2 separate regions of the Rattus norvegicus genome follow, and region 1 is linked to region 2. The links are chromatin contacts, called in public Hi-C maps. All regions are on one chromosome and are shown on one strand. The core of a region is the stretch at or near the end of the contact, and the rest is flanking DNA. Distances in the headings are between cores, read along the strand shown.

Region 1 (4,865 bases), core at 463-2,962, 53 kb after region 2:
GGAGGGTACACCTGGGGTGAAGAGGACACACCTGGAGTGAGGTGGGCTCACCTGGGGTGAGGAGGGTACACCTGGGGCGAGGAGGGTACACCTGGGGCGAGGAGGGCACACCTGGGATAAGGAGGGCACACCTGGGGTGAGGAGGGCACACCTGGGGTGAGGAGGGTACACCTGGGGCGAGGAGGGCACACCTGGGGTGAGAAGGGCACACCTTGGGTGAGGAGAGCTCACCTGGAGCACTTGTTCCTCTTTCCTGGGCATCAGGCAGAAATAAGAGTGACTTGTAGGATAGTGAGTTGGATCCTCACGTTGACCTCCTGAGGTACCCACTAACAGTTGTGTATACTTCTCACTGCATAAATGAGAACTGAGGCCCAGAAGCACATTGTTCAAATGGATCAGATGCTACCCTGTGCAGGGGGCTAAGCCCCTGGGCAGATTTGTTGCAGGAACCCAGAGAATACAGCAGGGTATCCCGGTCTCAGAATCTCAAGTCACCTCCAGGGGTAAAGGGGCCATCTCGAGTTGACCATTTCACTCAGGATGCCTAAATTTTCCCCAGAAGTGGCAAAATCACACCCGAGACCCACTCCTGGCTATTGGATAGAATGGGGCTTGGTGGGGGAAGGAGAAGTGGCGCGGGCTGGGGGGAGGGGAAGGACAGTTAAATTTAGGTAGAAAATGAAAACAGTTGCACCTGTGTCCCCAGCGCCCAAGGACACGGTTTGATGACTCAGCAACCATAATAAGCATGCAGGGGAAGGTAGAACTGAGGCAGGAGCGCGGAACACCGATCTTTTAAGACTTGGGTTACCTAACCCAGTGGGCCCCTCCATGCCCAGGGGAATCAAGCCCAGTGGGCCCTCTCTATGCTCAGCCAGTGGCCAGAAGCCATACTTCTCTGGATGTACAGCTCCCTGGACTTCACAACTGAATCACGTGCTTCCGGAATCTTCTTTGACAACAGCTTAGCAGAGAGGATTCTGGGAGTTAGAACACGGACCAATAGCCCATCCTGTGTCCGGAGCATGCGAAGATCTATTCAGTATCGGCATCTATCCCATTCCAAAGCATGCTTATGAAGACACAAAGGAGCAGTTATGATGCTCAGAGTTTCACATGGTCCGGGCCCAGGGTACACAGACCCAGCCACCCTTTGTCAACCTCCAGACAAAAGCTAACAGCCCCGGATCAGAGAGGAAGACTGTGGTTTTTTTTTACAGACGAGGAGAACTTAAGCCCAAGCAGCAGAACGTGTCGAGATCATGCAGATAGACACCGAGGTTGAAACCCAAGGGAAGGACCACACCCTGGGGCACCGAGAACAAAGATTGGGAGGGAAGTGCCCAGGACCCAAGCGCTCCCAGAACAGTCACCAGCTAGCAGGCACCCTCAGGATTTAGTTGACACTCTGCTGCCACCAAGTGGCAATTCTATGGCATATCAGCCAAACAGGCTTTTGAGAAATAATGTTTCCGGTCCTCAAAGCGACCGGCAAGACTGAAAACTAACTTCCAATGACTCTAAGATACCACCTTCCTCTCCACTCTCGTTTTCTCATGAGCACACGGGTTTTCCTAAGGACTGTACAGCACGTGATGTCACAGACAAGCAGAAGGGCTTCCAACTGCCCCTTAGTCATTCACTACAGAGGAGTGAACTCTCTGCCTAGCCAGGAGTACACAATGGGAGATCCTGATTGGCCTCTGAAAATACCACTCCTTCAACCCAACTGTGCAGCCTAGGCAGGCACTAGTGCATGCCTGCTTGACACATCCTGGGATGGGATAGAGGAGGCACTCTGGGTCCATCCTGTAACATACCAGGAGCACAGCACCTCACCAAGACCCTCAGTACCTGCCCGTGATGCTGAAGTGGGGGTTGGGCCAGCCTCTTCCTGTTAAGGAGTCTAGTAAACTAGCACGAAAGCTTTGCCGGAGCTCCTCCACTCTTCCCTTGAGTCGGTGCCTGCACACAGCAGGGGCTCAACACAGGTGATCACTAAGTGACCACAAGCCCATCGGCTCAGATCTAGCCAAGGGACTTTGAGCTTCAAGAGCTGTGAAGGGTGGGCTTGGAGAGCATTCTGAGGAAGCACCTGTGATCTACACTGAAAATGGTCATGTCGGCCTCTAGGGGGCAGTTGTGATTTGGTGCTTGGTTTGGGGCAAACCAAGGAAGATCTTAAAACGTTTGTTTTTTACATGGCTGTGAAGACAGTTCCCTCACTGGGGTTTAAGACCACCCTGGACCACATTTCTGCTTGGCTGGTGGCGACTGCGCAGGTGACAATGTGAGGCAGGACTCTGAAGCCACATTCAGCAGTGTGCTGAGAAGGGCTCTGGGGTGCAGTAGGCGTGGCTGCTGCAGGCGCAGAGCCGGAAGTGACATCATGGACGCGCGCCACGGAAGAGCAAGGTTATCTCCTATGTGGCTCCCATAGGTGGTAAGGTAGAAGCACAAAGTCACACTGGGAAGCAGACTGCATTTTATTGGGATTTCCACGTAGAAGTCACGCCCACAGAACACCCGCCCCTGTGAGCTCTGGCTGCCATCTGCGGCTCAGGCATGACACCAACACATCACCCGCTCAGGCTTGGGAGCAAATCTTTGGATTTTCCTCCCCTGTATGTTTCTTTCCAGACACTGAACCCTCCCTTCCCAACTTGAGGACCACGAAGAAAATGACACATGCTAACCTCCCCACCCCTCTTAGTTAAGCTGGTTTCTTCTGGCAGCATCTCCAAAGACCTAAACTGAAGAGAGAGGAGGGTGACCAAGGTCTCTCAGAAGTCAGGTAGGGCGCTACGTATACAGAAACAACCCTAAGGACTTTTCTGTGCTTTTGATTGAGGAGTGCAAGTCTATGCTGGGTTTCCAACATCCGTGGGCACAGAATGTTTTTGCCTCTCTTTCTCAGGTTCTAACCCAGAGCTGAAAGAGATGATGGCTGCCTGACCCATGTATGGTCTGCTGTTTCCCACCAGCACTTGGACTCTGGAGAGAAAGTCTGCAGTCATGAAGGAAGGGACTCGAAGCTCGGGATGATGGCTGTGTCCCACCTGGCACCGGACGGAGACGGCTGGGTCTTCCTACTCTCCAGTAATGCACCCTTGCTGGCTCTACGGGCGCTGCAATCGCAGCCTGCAGCGGGGTGAGGCCTGCTCAGATTACGGTGGCGCAGAGAGGAGAGAGGGTGCATAAAGAATGCTCTTTTTGAGTTGTGGCCAGCAGGATCTAGGCTTGGACACACCCACATGGAGATGGGTCTTGTGCCACAGTCGGTCAGGAAGGCTGTCTGGGATTGTTTGTAAATGCTCAAACGAGGTGTCACGGGAAGAACGCATCTCCTTTCTTTGGTTATGAAGCGCCTTGTAAACAGAAAGTAGGCTCCCAGGTCTGGAGTACACACACCAGGTCAGAGGATAGAACAGCTCTGTTCTAGGAGGGTTCTGGTACCAGGATCCTGAAGGGGAAGGGGCTGATGACTCACGAGGAAACCTGAGGACGGCTTACGAGTGACTGCGACCTTCTTCCTCAAGCCATCCCCATGACAAAATAACCGCCCCACAGGGTTCTCACTGAGTTTCACCTCTCTGCTATGAGTACCACAGAAGGAAACAAAACTAGGGGCAGATGGGAAGGAAGGTGCCGCCTCCCCAAACCTCTAGGGAACTGTGCCCTCCATGCTAGGCATATATTCTGAAAGGATTTTTATTGACCCTTGTGCCTGGGCCTCTGGAGACAGTCCTCATCCCACCATTTCTTAGGGCCTGCTGTGAGTGTTCCAGGGTTATCTGAGATACACTGTCTCCTCCATTTGGGGGACCAGATGAGAAGGCTGGCATTGTTGTTCACGTCTTCAGAGAGTTCGTGACTCTGCCACATAGACTGTGGCCTGCTCCAAACCTTTGTAAGTTAAAAGCCAGGCTTGCTAGAGGACCTGGGGTCCATGGCTCCTGGTTAGAGCAGGATATTAAACACCTTGTTCCAGACAATGCTGCTGGGGTCACTCCTTCCCAACTGAGGTAGCGTCTTCCTATTCCCCAACCCCATTACTGCCCTTAGAGGGATTTTTTTGGTTTGTTTTTGGTTTTTTTCCTAAGGAGACGTGTTTCCCAGCCCTTTGCAAGAGAAAAGACATTCAGAAAGCAAAGTTCTGGCGGGCTCAGCTACAGCTCTCAGATGCCACGAGTTGGCTCTCTGGTAACTTCCCCCAGCCTCCTTAAAGAGCCAGTGGCCAAGAGCGGCCTAGTACGACAGCTAGGACAAGTGCCCAGTCACTCCGGGATCTGAGGTCTGTGTTCCAAAGCCATTTTGTAGCTGAAGAGTTAACCACGGGACGTGGACGTGGTTCTGGGCCATTAGGCAGGATGGCGGTGGCTGTCCTGTACAAAGCCAGCTCTGGGTTTCAGGCTGCAGCTGGACCTTACGGTGAACACAGGGATTCTTGCTTTACTCTTTCTGTTGTTTCTGTGTTTTCCTACAATACAAACATACATTGGCTTTGTTACAGGATTTAAAACATTGATCTTTTTCCCCTTGTTGGCTTTGGGGGGGGGGCAGGGAATGTCTGGGCACAGCATTAGGCATGAAACTGTGGTCCTGCTCAGCCCTGCCTTGTCCCAGACTTCATCCAAAACCAAGGGTGCTCCACCGAGAGCTTTAATTTTGCGAAACATGTTACTACTCCCTTTTAATTTTATATAAAGGGGGCAAAGAGCCGGGGAAGCTGTGAGTGCTGGAATCCTAGTGCAAAGCCACAGAGGTTTATTTAAGGTCAGCTTCTAGGTCCCCTGTGGTCAGCCCAGCTGACGGCCCTCTGTGCTTGCAACTAGGACCTGGCGTGTTGTGCTGCACTTCCC
Region 2 (4,233 bases), core at 666-3,165:
TGTGTCTCAAAATAACGGAGAATACATATGATGAACCTATAGCTGACCTTATGTAAACGGGGGAAACCCGCAGTCAGTCTGATTAAATGAGGAACAGAGCAAGGCTGCTCTCTTACTGTCGTAATAGAAACCATAGGACATTAGAGAGCTGCAAATAAAAGGAATGTAAATAAGTGTGCTAGTAGTTTCTGGTCAGTTTGGGAAAGATATTTTCTGAAGACACAACTGACATCTAATTTGAAGATTAAGATCACTTTTGAATAAAATTAATAAATTACATTACAAAGGCATGTGCTTTTTCAACGAGTGACCTACTGTTACTATAATAAAAGCTCTTATTCAATTTATATAAAAAAAATACACCCTACCATCAGAGGAAACGTGAGGACAGCTACTCATTTTGAGGAGTCTCAGGGTGTCACTGTTGTTAGCCACAAGAATCTTCAGGGAAGGGTCGTCCACTGGCGTGTCCTCAATCTTAATCGATGATAACGATTTTGAGTTGACAAACACGACTGTAAGCGCCGACACAAAGTGAGACTTGTGTGGCAAAAGGGAAAAAGTTGTGAAAACGTTATTCAAAACTCACAGTTTCGATCCAGTGGCTTTAAAATATGATCTGCTAAATGCTAAAAGATATGATAAAAAACAATAACTATATTAGGTTTCCATGGTATCACTAGCCAGTAGAAGACATTTCTATCTCCTTTTTAAGTAAAATTTCAAGCTGAGTATACAAAGAGTGGGTTTCAGGTTGGGGATTTAGCTCAGTGGTAGAGCACTTGCCTAGCAAGCACAAGGCCCTGGGTTCAGTCCTCAGTTCCGGGAAAAAGAAAAAAAAATCAAAGAGTGGGTTTCCTTACGACAATTTCTTTTTTTTTTCTTCTTTTCTTTTTTCTTTTTTTCGGAGCTGGGGACCGAACCCAGGGCCTTGCGTTTGCTAGGCAAGCGCTCTACCACTGAGCTAAATCCCCAACCCCTTTACGGCAATTTCTTGCACGTATGTCTTTAAACTTTGTTCTTAACCATGCCCTTCTGTCTGCCGTTCCCTGCCCTCCCAACTTACCTGTCTCAGATGCCTCCCTGCTCCCTTCAAATACTACTCCTGCTCTCTTGTCATATATATTCCATTTGCCTCTTTCCCTCCCCTCTTTCATGGTTCCCCTCTCTTTTTATGATCTCAAACATGCATGTATACACACACTCACACACACACACACACACAGAGAGAGAGAGAGAGAGAGAGAGAGAGAGAGAGAGAGAGAGTGAGTGTCTGCATGAGGTAAAGCATGCAGTATTTGTTTTGTTTTCCTGGGTCTGGTAAACTGCAGTTGACATAATGATCTCCACTTCCACATATTTTCCTGCAAACACCATGATTTCGCAAGTCTTCCAGGCGAAATAAAACCCTACTGTGTATATACTTCATGTACATGCTTCATTCACCCATCCGTTGACGGACAACTAGCCTGGTTCTACTTGCTAGCCACTGTGGACAGTAGAAGAGTAAACATGGCTCTGTATGCACCGTGTCAGTGACTTGTGAGGATTTACCTCAGCAGATCTGCATCCTGTAGTTCTTCTGATGCGTGTTCTGGCCTTCTGTCGGGGATTAGGTTGATGTAGGTATTTGGGCTCAGCTTTAGGTCTATTCTAATGGTTTCTGTACAGCGTAAGAGATAGGAGTCCAGCTTTGTTCTTCTACATGTGGATACCCGGTTTCCCAACTTATGTTTGCTGAAGATACTATGCTGTGCTTTTCCCAGTGTGTGTTTTTTGACTTCTGTCTGTAGCTGTTTGAGCTCAGTTTTCTGTCTTATGCTCCACTAACACTGCTGTTGAGAAGTCTGCCCTGTGACGGTTCCAGGCAGTTTCTGCAGTCTAACTTGAGGCCGCCTTTGTCCTGGCACATTGCTCTTTCTGACTATAACCGCTTTGGCAATGAGGGTTTATTCAAGCTACCACGTGAGTCATAGAATGTTTTTTTCTACCTCTGTGAAGAATGTCAATGCAATTTTGATGGAGACCATGTTGAAGCTGTAAATCACTCTGGCTACCATAGCTACTTTCTACCCTATTAATTCTGTCTCGAGGTCTCCCATCTTCTAGTATCTTCTTAAATTTCTTTCCTCACTATCTTAAGGTTTTTGTTACAGAGATCTTTCACTGCCTCACTCCCTAATTAAGTTTAATTCTGAGTTTTCAGGGTCTGGAGGGGCATTATAGATGGTGTTTTTTCTTGATTTTTTTCTTTCTTACCAGTTTCATTATTAATAAACAGAAAGGCTACAGCTTTTACATGGTGATTTTATGTCTCGTTACTTTGCTGGAGTTTGAGAGTTCTCTGGTGGACTCTTTGGGATCTTGTGAGCATAGAATCACGTCTACAAGCAAGAATAATTTGTGTTCTTCCTTTCCTATCTTTCTTTTTTTACTTCTCTTATCTTACTGCTCTAACTAAGGCTTCGTGTACAGCACTGAATGAGAGTGGTTTAAGTGAACATACTTGTCTAATGTTCCAGGAAGGTTAGGTTCCAGGAAGGTTGAACTTTGTCAAAGGCCTCTCCTATGCCTAGGGAGATGATCATGTGATTTCCATTTTTAAACCTAATTGTGTATTGCATTACACTGAGTGGTATGCATACGCGAAAACCAACCTAGAATCCCTGGGGGGAGGGGGATAATTTGTTGGTGGTGTAGATATCTTAATGTGCACATCACATCCCTCTATCAGAAAGTTTCATAGCACAACAGGAAATGGGAAGACGAGGACAGAAGAGTCCCAAGCATGTCGTAAAGGCTGCCTCAGCTCTTTTAACTGTAAGAATGTGATGTCCGATGTTAAGAGGAGACACTTTGCTTTATTTTCTCGAATGGGGATTAGCTAATTACAGACAACCAGACAAGCCCAGTGCAGAGTCTGCTTCTCTATGTTTCCTGAATAAGGAACGAGTTTTTTTACATTTTGAAGGGGTTGGACATAATCAGAAGCGTAACCACATGCCACAAGACCCGCACGGCACAGACTTTAACACTCACAGACCAAGTCTGCACGGCACGCAGCCACGTGCTTCCCTTTCCGTGTTGTCTGCACCAGCCTTCCCACGGCAACAATGGAGCTGAGGGGCTGAGGCAGAGACATAGATGCTTATTCTCTGGGCTTTTCTGACCGCTTGCGAGGAGAAATGCATTTCCCCTCTTTGCAGAGTAGTCAATAAACATTTGTCAAAAGAATGAAGGCTTATAATCTTACGGGTTTTTTTTTCTAGCAGATTTAAACAATGGAGATGAAAATAGTTACATGTTTTAAAGGATCACAAAATAAAGCTAATTAATAATTTTGCCTTCAAGATAGGCAGAATTCCATTTTCAGATTTACTCTTTCTGGCAAAGTCAAAAAGTATGGAAACCAAATTTTCCTTCCACAAAATTAGTTTCGGCTATATTAAAGGTTCTACCAGTCCTGTTAGGATGGCCACGCTGGCTTATAAACACGTAAACACGTTGACTTACACTAATTAAAAATGGTTTTCCGAGTAGTAGAGGCTAGAGGCCTCCTAAGTTATTACAGAACTGTAAGTTCCTTTCAAGAACTGTAAGGTTGGTCCTTTTTTCCCTGCTCCCATCAGCTCTGGATTAGCTGTTTTATTCTGAAGGACATTGAAACAGCACAGCTTCGTTAGAATCAATTTGCTACACTCTTTATGTTTAGCAAAATACCGAAATTTTACCTAGTTCTCCCACTCACGTACACATAGGGAAACCAAGAATGGATCCCAGAGAGTCTCTTCAGGCTGTTCAGAGGCTCAGGAGCACACTCGGACAGACAGGGCTGCCTACTGCCTGCCACCTGCTGGTGAACTGTACCGCTGAACCCAGATGCTGGCCCAGGAGGCTGCTGGGAAATGCTGGCCTTAGCTTTGCCAAGAAGCATCAGGCCAACCTGACGCTGTGCTTTATAAACAAGGAAGTAACTAGTTAGCGCTAGTAAGCTTTCGCCTGATTACTTACAGTATTCTAAATCCCCAAATGACCCAGTTCCCCCCCCCCCCCAGCATATCTCTTAAAAAGACAACAGGCTAGCAGAAAGCCTGGCCAGGAGAGCCATGACCCAGTTTATAGGAGAGACGATGTAGCTTTCCCTGTCCTCTACTGCGGGAGGTTTCCATGAGGTGCATTTTCTCAGCAACCACGATAAAGCGCTTGTTAAAAACCAAATACTATTTTAACCTG

Evidence for each region. A called contact is a pair of places that touch in the nucleus more often than the background predicts.
Region 1: a contact with region 2 is called in a Hi-C map of the A7r5 cell line, with 3 times the contacts expected there. The contact joins two enhancer-like sites. A contact is called at or near these places in 4 of 12 Hi-C or Micro-C datasets (the A7r5 cell line, the Rat2 cell line, Schwann cells and 1 more).

Annotation. Positions count from the first base shown.
Region 1 is chr17:8,122,744-8,127,608 of GRCr8, forward strand. It overlaps Slc25a48 (solute carrier family 25, member 48), which reads right to left. Exons shown (of 9, transcript XR_010059371.1): 8 at 898-4,483. Among named protein-coding and RNA genes, the nearest start is that of Il9, 8.1 kb to the left of the region's middle. Within about 2 kb of position 1,713, at least 3 of the 93 cell types and tissues checked have an H3K27ac peak or open chromatin away from gene starts, as enhancers often do. A contact at or near this core is called in the A7r5 cell line, where this site is marked.
Region 2 is chr17:8,069,351-8,073,583 of GRCr8, forward strand. Fbxl21 (F-box and leucine-rich repeat protein 21) reads right to left here. Exons shown (of 7, transcript NM_001291408.2): 6 at 369-540. Among named protein-coding and RNA genes, the nearest start is that of Fbxl21, 7.2 kb to the right of the region's middle. Within about 2 kb of position 1,916, at least 1 of the 93 cell types and tissues checked has an H3K27ac peak or open chromatin away from gene starts, as enhancers often do. A contact at or near this core is called in the A7r5 cell line, where this site is marked.